Linked DNA regions of Zea mays: region 2 is linked to region 1. A link is a contact called in public Hi-C data. All regions are on one chromosome and are shown on one strand. Each heading gives the region's core, a stretch centred on a gene start, on an enhancer-like site or on the middle of the called end of the contact. The rest is flanking DNA. Distances are from core to core; before and after follow the strand shown.

Region 1 (4,283 bases), core at 444-2,943:
TGAACATTGTAGATGCTGGCTGGAGGATCCAGATATGCATCACCTTTGGACTTTACCCCATTAGACTTGCATGGACTGTCCAGGCTTAGATCACCAGATGGTTGCTTGACATCCTCATCTATCTTCATTCCGCTTTCACTAGATTTATAAGAATTCTGCCTCCAATTGTAGAGATAAACCTTTCTTCTTTTCTTATCAGTGTTTGGAGGTGCACAAGGTGACTCATTGTGCTTTGGTGCTAAATTACTAGAAATACCACCGTTGTATGTAATCCTTGAAGTTGCCACCAGTGACCTAGAACTCAAAGGTGATCTCCATGTTGAGCAAGTGTCAGGGTCCTGCAAGCAGCGCGCCTTTTGCAAAGCAGTAAGTTCCTTCCTCAAGTGAAGCTCACTTGGGCCAACACACGCTCCAAACATAGTCCCCATCTCCAGTCTGGAAAGACACTGACTTGTCTGACAGAGAGCAAAACAGTAAATATTAAGTGACATCACCATGCTGGAAAATAACTGAGATATGTTCACTGCAAACAATTTTAAAGTGTTCTACAATTTAAAGTAGGTGCAGATTACAAAGATGCATAGCTGATACATCTTATCTTAAGAACGTGAAAATTCAGTATAAAGCAGTGAACACAATTTCAGCTTCCGAAGCAGCATGCTCAATCTGCAACTTGGGAAGGAATGCATATCAAGAACAGGAAGGCGCACATGATTGGGGAGGGACAAAGAAACTACAGTCTAGTACCAAGAGGAAACAACTAGATTGAAAAATTATCTGTCCTAATTCATTCTACAAAATGTATAACACTGTTCTAACCATCTATAGGTAGATTGCTGAGTCAGACCTTGTTCAGTTATTCCCCATTTCACCTTACCGAAGGTTATTTACATTATGTTACAATAAGTTCTCAGGTAATATAGAGAAAATATTTTGGGTCTTTTAAGAAGAAATTATAAAAAAATGGCGAAAGAAATATCATACCAGTATGCCATTTTATCTGATGCTAAATTGAATGGTCATCATCATTTCAAAAGCATAGAAAGCACTGAAAACCCAAATAAAAGAGCGATATGTGTGTGATATGCTGATGGGTATCCGTGGTAAATAAAAATCATAACCAAAGATCATGAAAAAATGCTACGGGCAAAACATGAAACCGAAGTGGTTGCAACCAGATTTTTTTGGGATGGATTTGATGCAAAAGAGAGAAGAAATGATTTCGTATATAGTTTATTCCACAATCTGGAAAGGGAAGGAGAAAATCAATACGCAGATTCTAGGAAGAAAGAAAAACGACACCAGGAAGAGAGACGGGATGAAATGAATGTTGGATGAAAGGGAATCTGAAATACTTTTTGAGAAATGGCCGACGAACGCAGTGCAGCCGCTAACCATGCAAGAATCAATCCCAGGAACCACCAGGAGCTGGAGCACAAAGCACTACAGCAGCATTCCGCCACCAAGATCCAAAACGTGCTTCGAAGAAAAAAAAAAGGAAGAAGGACTCACCGGCAATCACGGAGGCCGCCAGGTGGGATCGACCAACCTGCAGCGCGCACGGGAAAGAGGGAGCACGAGCAGTTCGGACTGGTCCTAGTCCTAGAAAGGCATCAAGGCGTCGAAAAAGGAGGCGCCTTTGGAGGTGGAACCTACATCCATCGCCATCGGGCAGTGAATGTCGGAGGAGACGGAGATTCGAAGTAGCACGCGGGCGGATTTTAAAATCTTCCTCACCACCCCTGCTGTCACAGCTCGCGGTGTTCCCTCTGCACCACAGTACATTTTGTCGGCTGACACAGAATAAAATGCAGCAGAAATTAATCTCTATTTCAAACAATTGTGGGGATGTTCCTAAAACATTCATATGTCAAATCGAATATTTTTAATATAGATATAAATCATGTTACAAGAATAAAATTTTGTATAATTTTTGTGTGCATTATTTTCTCACTATAATAAAAAAAAGTACAAAAACATCTGAATTTGTATTCATATCTATATCCAAATTTTATATCAATTATTTAAAAAAATATAGAACAAATTTAAAGATTACTCTCTATGAATATTAATAGGCTCAAAGCTAAAAACAACTAAAACAAGAATATAAATTTATATAGCAAATTCTATATGTTATTTGTTTAGAGTCCAACAAAAAAGACAAAAAAATAATATCGAAATAAGTATCCGGATCCATCCCTGCTTATTTGGTATAAGTTATGGAGTTAGGTTCAAAAATATTAGTTGCGGTGTGAGTTTGAATGAAATGTGAGAGCTTTACTAGTAAGAGAGTTAGTGTTAGACTTGTTGCAAAGAAAAAATTAAAGATTGACATAATCAAGATGCCATAGCCAAAGCCCAAAAAAATCTAATTGCCAAGCTAAATAATTATGCTACAAATCATTGCCAAAAACAAATGCTATGAATTCCAATAACCAGGTCGACTATTTTGAGCAGCTTGCAAGTCATTTCACAAGGCCTTTCACCAATGAACAAATGGAAGCAATTATGGAGCTGGCAAACTAGGGAAAAGAGAAGGAAGGGACCAAGAAGAAGGGTAGCAAGGTGGTACCGTTCAAGGTTGCTATGGGGAACTGAGTCATTTTTTAATATTTTGGTGGGTTTAGTGCGTTTGTCTGTGGGTCGTCCAGTTTGTAATGAGGACTGCATTGTTTGGCAGTTTGGCGTCTGGGTAGTGGATCCCAATTCCTTGGCTACCACTGCATGTGTATCCGTCTGTTTTCAGTTTGGTTGTAAGGTGTGTGTTGTTCCTTTCTAGAACAATGATGCATGTTGTCTATGGAAGGATGGTCCGAACCTGTGTTCGTTTTACTGTCTTCCTATTGTGACATTTTTTTAAGTAGAGGAGCCCCTTTTGGTTAATGAGTACCAACTGCACTATTCTCTCTTGGAACATAAGGGGGTTGAATGACCCAGCTAAACGGGAAAATGTGAAGCAACCAATCCTCTCATCAGGAGCAACCATCGTTTGTCTCTAGGAGACAAAGATAATAAACTGGAATAACAACTTGCTAAGGGAAACTGTGGGCTGCAAGCTAGCATCTTAGACTGTCCATTTGCCATCTCTCGGATCCTCGGGTGGAATCCTAATTGCCTATGTGCCGATTATTTTGACATAAATATTATCTCTTATGCATCAGCTTGTTCAATATCTGTTCAAATCAGTTCCCGCTTGGAGGACGCGGAGTGGGACCTCATATGAGTATATGGCCCTCCACATGAAAATGAGAAAATAGCTTTCATTGCTAAGCTATGGAATATCCGTAATATGATGAACTCTGAAGGATGATTCTAGGTGACTTCAATATGATAAGGAGAGCGAGGGAGAAAAACAAAGGGTCAATCAATAGAAGAGTAATGAGATGGCTCAACTCCATAATTGACTCTCTACAGCTGCTAGAGCTTGATCTCAACGGAAAAAAATCACCTGGATAAATGAACAAGATGATCCTATGATGTCTAGAATTGATAGATTTTTAGCGACAACGGAGTGGCATGATCTTTCCCCGAGGCTGACCTACAGGCCATTGGTACCATGACCTCGGACCACTGCCCTTTAATATTGCAGGGTCATTCTACTTTTATCTCTTATAGGCTTTAATAATGCAGGGTCATTCTACTTTTAACTCCTATAGGGGGTTTAGATTCGAAGCTTTCTGGATAAAAATTGATGGGTTCAAAGAGGTGGTTTAGCAAGTTTGGACGTCTAGAGTGAACCCCGCAGACACCATCCTTTGTCTTCATGTGAATATGACTCGCACGACTAAGGACTAAAGTGTTGGAGAAAAAAGATAGTAGGCAATATCAAAGTGCAACTAGCAATCATTCAGACCATCCTCACCCTTCTGGAGAAGGCGCAAGAATCTAGACGACTATCCAACGACGAGTTAAATTTTACAAAAAGGCTAAAATCAAAATTCTCAGCCTTGTGACAATTCAGAAGTCAAGAGCTAGACAGCATTCTAGACAAGCCTGGATGAATCGAGGAGACGCTAACACAAAAAAAATCACTTCATGGCAAATAACAGAAGAAGGAAAAACTTTATTAGATCACTTGATCGTGGAGGCAGACTATTGACTAGTCAGGAAGACAAATTGCATGAGGCTCAACAAAACTTCCTTAAAGTTCTTAGCAGGAGGGGTGCAAGACATAGCGTCTTTTGATGGGACAACTTAGGCTACACTCTTTTTGAGTTATCCGACCTGGACTATATGATCACTGATAATGAGATCAAAAAACTGGTAATGGAGCTGCAATCTGA
Region 2 (3,944 bases), core at 1,325-3,824, 740 kb after region 1:
CAAAATGTATGCAACAAAAAGTAAGGACACGAGAGTATGAAAGAAAGAAACTGACAAACAAGAAAATGACATCTGTTATGGTACACCATATTTCTACCTAATTTTCAGAGGTGTACCCAAATAAGAACGATATGCAATGACCAAAAAACAATTCAATTACATAGTCAAACCAATCACACCTTTAAATCCCTTGTCGGTGTAATTCCGAACAATCTGAAGGCTCTGGTTAGAGCCTAAGGTGCCATCAAGCAGACCCTACCATGGGAATAGCACAAACCATAGATCGTTACATCAATACTGATAAAAGAAACATAATATTTCACCAATAGTTGCCGGTTGTGAAGGAACCCACAATTACAGCATAACATTGAAGAGGTTGAATGCTTGAACAAACTATATTTGCAATCTGCAGGGAAGTAAGAAACATCCATCATCCACATGGCATTGGCTATTTACAATGTTAGATGTATACAACTGAAATGATCCTAGGACCGTGTTGGATCTTTGTTCCTTGATTTTTTTATTTAAAAGTGAGTAGTAGGTGCAAAATACATGATCTCTCAAAAGTCAAATAAAGTTGCAAAATACAGCAAGAAAATCTTATTCGATACTTGAATATCCTATAGTCTCGTAATTTCAAAACCTCATAAACATCTCAAGTATTTGGGTACCTGCAGATTTATAGCTTTCTTTTTGAGATCTTGAGGCAAAAGAGGGTGTTGAGGATATTTATCTTCAAGATACTAAACAGAAAGCAAGAAATTTGTCAATAATACTGAAGTTTCAATTTAAAGATCAAGAAATTACAGAAGAATATAGCTCACCAATATGATTGCCAGGGAGTCAGAAACAACAAAATCCCCATCAACCAATGCTGGAACATACTTGATTGGATTGATCTTTTCGTAATCTACAATAGGGCCACAATTATGGGAACTATTGTAGTTAATGTTAACAACTTACTAGTTAACATTTCTTTCCATCCATGTATTACACCTTTCAGCCATTAAGATGATTCATGTAATAGAGGAATATTTGTAGGCTAACCTAGATCGTTCCTTGTCACAGCCCTGTACTCATAATCCACACCTTCATCACAGAGAAACTGGAACAATTAGTTCACAGAAAAAGTAATGATTAAAGGACAAGCAACAACACAAGAAGCTCTAATCTTGCGTGCTTCAACATGCAGTCAAACTTGACCAGTCTACCATCTCAGCATTTACCGAACTTTACTACTAAGTTGGATGCACACATATAATTCTTTTATGTCCATCAATTAATTAGAACATTACCATATATAATGCATTTCTCACAAGCTATACAGCCAAAAGAGAGGTGAAGATTTGCACTAATCAAGATCAACTTGTTTTTGTTGGATAAGGTCTCGGACTCGGTCAAGGGACCTAGCCTAGAACGACCTTGTGCCCTGCTCCCGTGGTTGTGGCCATTGATCACAGACGCTATATTAATGAGGCAGGGGACGGCATGCAAATCAACGCTTCTGCGCTTTCGCTAATTCTAGCTGCCACATACCAGGAAGGACTTGATCTCCTATCTAGTACCACAATGACTGAAAATCGCCGAATCCATCCATGGTGCATGTAGATCCTAACAATACTATGCCGCTGGCCGCCGATATTCTACCCCAAGGTCTAAACGCGCAACGAGGACGAGAGACGAGTCAGGATGGAGGCACTCAACTACCAAATCCATCTATAACCCTAACTACCATCTCCCCCTCAGACCCGAAGGCATGGTTGCCATATTCTCTCTCCCTCCTTTATCTCATTAGCACACAAATCATAAGTCCATTAATTTACCAGAAAGAACCTAGATGGGTTTAGAGAGAAAATCGATTAGTTCCTAACCAGAAAGAATGTTCTATCAGCTTTATCCAATAGAACAAGGGACCTGGTATAACAGGAGCCATCCCTGTGGCCAGGACACTGGAGCCCAGAGATTCGGACAAACCCCAAAGGTACTGCCTGTCTAAAATCAGGGTGGCCTAGTATCTAGCCATCAAATTCCCCTAAAATCTGTCGAACTGATTAATAGATCAAGAAAAGGTCACATTGTCCCCAACTCCCCATCTCCCGGGAACGAGACGTCGAGACCCCCTGTTTTGGGCAAGATTCGCCGTCATCTATGGAGCAGGAAACAAGCGCCAGCGGTTTGATCCAGTTACCTTTGAGGTTGAGGGCGATCCGGACTCGGAAGGAGCAGGAGCTGATCCACGCGCTATACAAGATGGGCTTCGAAGCCGCCATGGCCGCAACGCCTCCTGCTGAGACACAGCTGATTGATGAGCGAGGCCAACAATGGACCAAGGATGCTTGCCTTGGAGTTAGCTACCGTTGGAAGCGCAGACAAAGAGAGAAGTACCAAAACGGCCGGCAGAAGCGGGGTTGTTTGTTCGGGACCGGATAAGAACACGACAGTGCTCGATTTTGACGAAATGACGTAGGGAACGACTTTGACACTTTGGAGACGTTGACAACGGCCAAATGCCGCAAACGTCGGTATGGACATGATCTACCCATTAGCCGCTGGGGACACTTTGGAGATGGTACTTGAGCTCACACCGTTAGCTACCCACGAGCTTTATCGTCGCTCTCCTCCTTCCTGATTTCTCCCCCTCCGTAGAAACCCTAGGTGGCGCCTCCTTGCAATGGAGCGTACTTCTACGGTCGAAGTTGTAGCCGAGGTTGTTGACGTGGCTCGTGCCGCTGCTGCTGCTGTGGAGGCGCGTTGTGTGGCCATTGCCGCGGATAAGGAGGCCAGCGTGGCGGTGCGGTATTGCTGTCGACAAGGTCGAAGTAGTCATCGAAGCTGTGAAGAACTCAACTACTGTTGAAGCTAACTTCATTGATGGTTCTTGATAATTATTCTCAATCTCTTTTATTTTTGTGGAGATCCTCAATGGGTGCAGAAGATGTATTTTGTGAAGCATGGTAGATGCAGGCAAAGGAGAACTGGGAGGGCGGTGGCCGGATGAATCATATCGTGCAAGGTTATTAAAATGATAAAATATTGAAACGCTAATGGATGAAGTTTTAACTTTTAAACAAAGTTTAAACGTAGTTTAAAACAATATAGGAAAAATCAAAATTACTGACAATAACATAAAGTTGTCATCTCATTCTTATTGCCCTGATTTGCCTTTCATCTAAATTGCTACATCAATCACATTGTGGTCTAATTTCTTGAAGTTTGTGGAGTAACTGCGTACAGAGATATCTAGGGCTCGTTTGGCAGCCTGGTGAATTGCACACCGGCCAGCTACAACCAGCGGGGGCAATACCTGCATTACCTGTCCTACGTGTGGTGCAGTCCTGTGGGGCATAGGTTCCATGTGTCCATTTGACAAAGATTGCTGTAGGTAACAGACAAGCAGTGCAAGAGGGACAAACATGCACTTGGTGATGGAAAAAAGAATAAATAGAATATGTGTTAGAAGAGATATGTGTTAGAAGAGTATAAATAGAACAACTCCATGCACAGTATAAATAGAATAACTCCAGACATATGTATAAATGAACGTATAAATAGAATAACAGACTTAGTAATAAAAAGAAAGTAGAGCTGGACGTTTGAACACACATGTATTCTAAATTTTTATGAACCAGTGAATTATGAGAGTGTGTACATATGTATCAGATCCACAATATGTATTAGAACCTACATACATATTGATGGAACAAGTAGAACAGTTCTTAACTCCATACAAATTGTGGTTCGAGTAAAAATTCTAGAGAACTTGAAAATTCAGAATAGCGCCTACTAGCAGAACAAAATAATAGCTTGATTTCATCCAAAAGACAGCAGATAGCACCCAATAGCAATGCTAATACTACTTAGCCAGCTAGCACATGGTGAGAGAGCAAATAAAGCCAATATTCCTATATGCTTAACATGAAGCGCCTCTGACTGATGCTCCTGTG

The links. Hi-C and Micro-C count contacts between places; a contact is called where the count stands out from the background.
Region 2: a Hi-C map of tassel shows a contact between it and region 1, with 3 times the contacts expected there. The contact joins the promoter of LOC100283891 here to the promoter of LOC100280194 in region 1. A contact is called at or near these places in 2 of 25 Hi-C or Micro-C datasets (leaf and tassel).

The regions. Positions count from the first base shown.
Region 1 is chr10:31,496,751-31,501,033 of Zm-B73-REFERENCE-NAM-5.0, forward strand. LOC100280194 reads right to left here and starts at 1,694. Exons shown (of 7, transcript NM_001361028.1): 1 at 1,513-1,694; 2 at 1-455. The coding sequence starts at 428.
Region 2 is chr10:32,235,490-32,239,433 of Zm-B73-REFERENCE-NAM-5.0, forward strand. It overlaps LOC100283891 (Glutathione S-transferase), which reads right to left and starts at 2,575. Exons shown (of 10, transcript NM_001412677.1): 1 at 2,386-2,575; 2 at 2,189-2,284; 3 at 1,048-1,089; 4 at 825-910; 5 at 672-743; 6 at 353-406; 7 at 180-255. The coding sequence starts at 2,270. It also overlaps the pseudogene LOC103640998.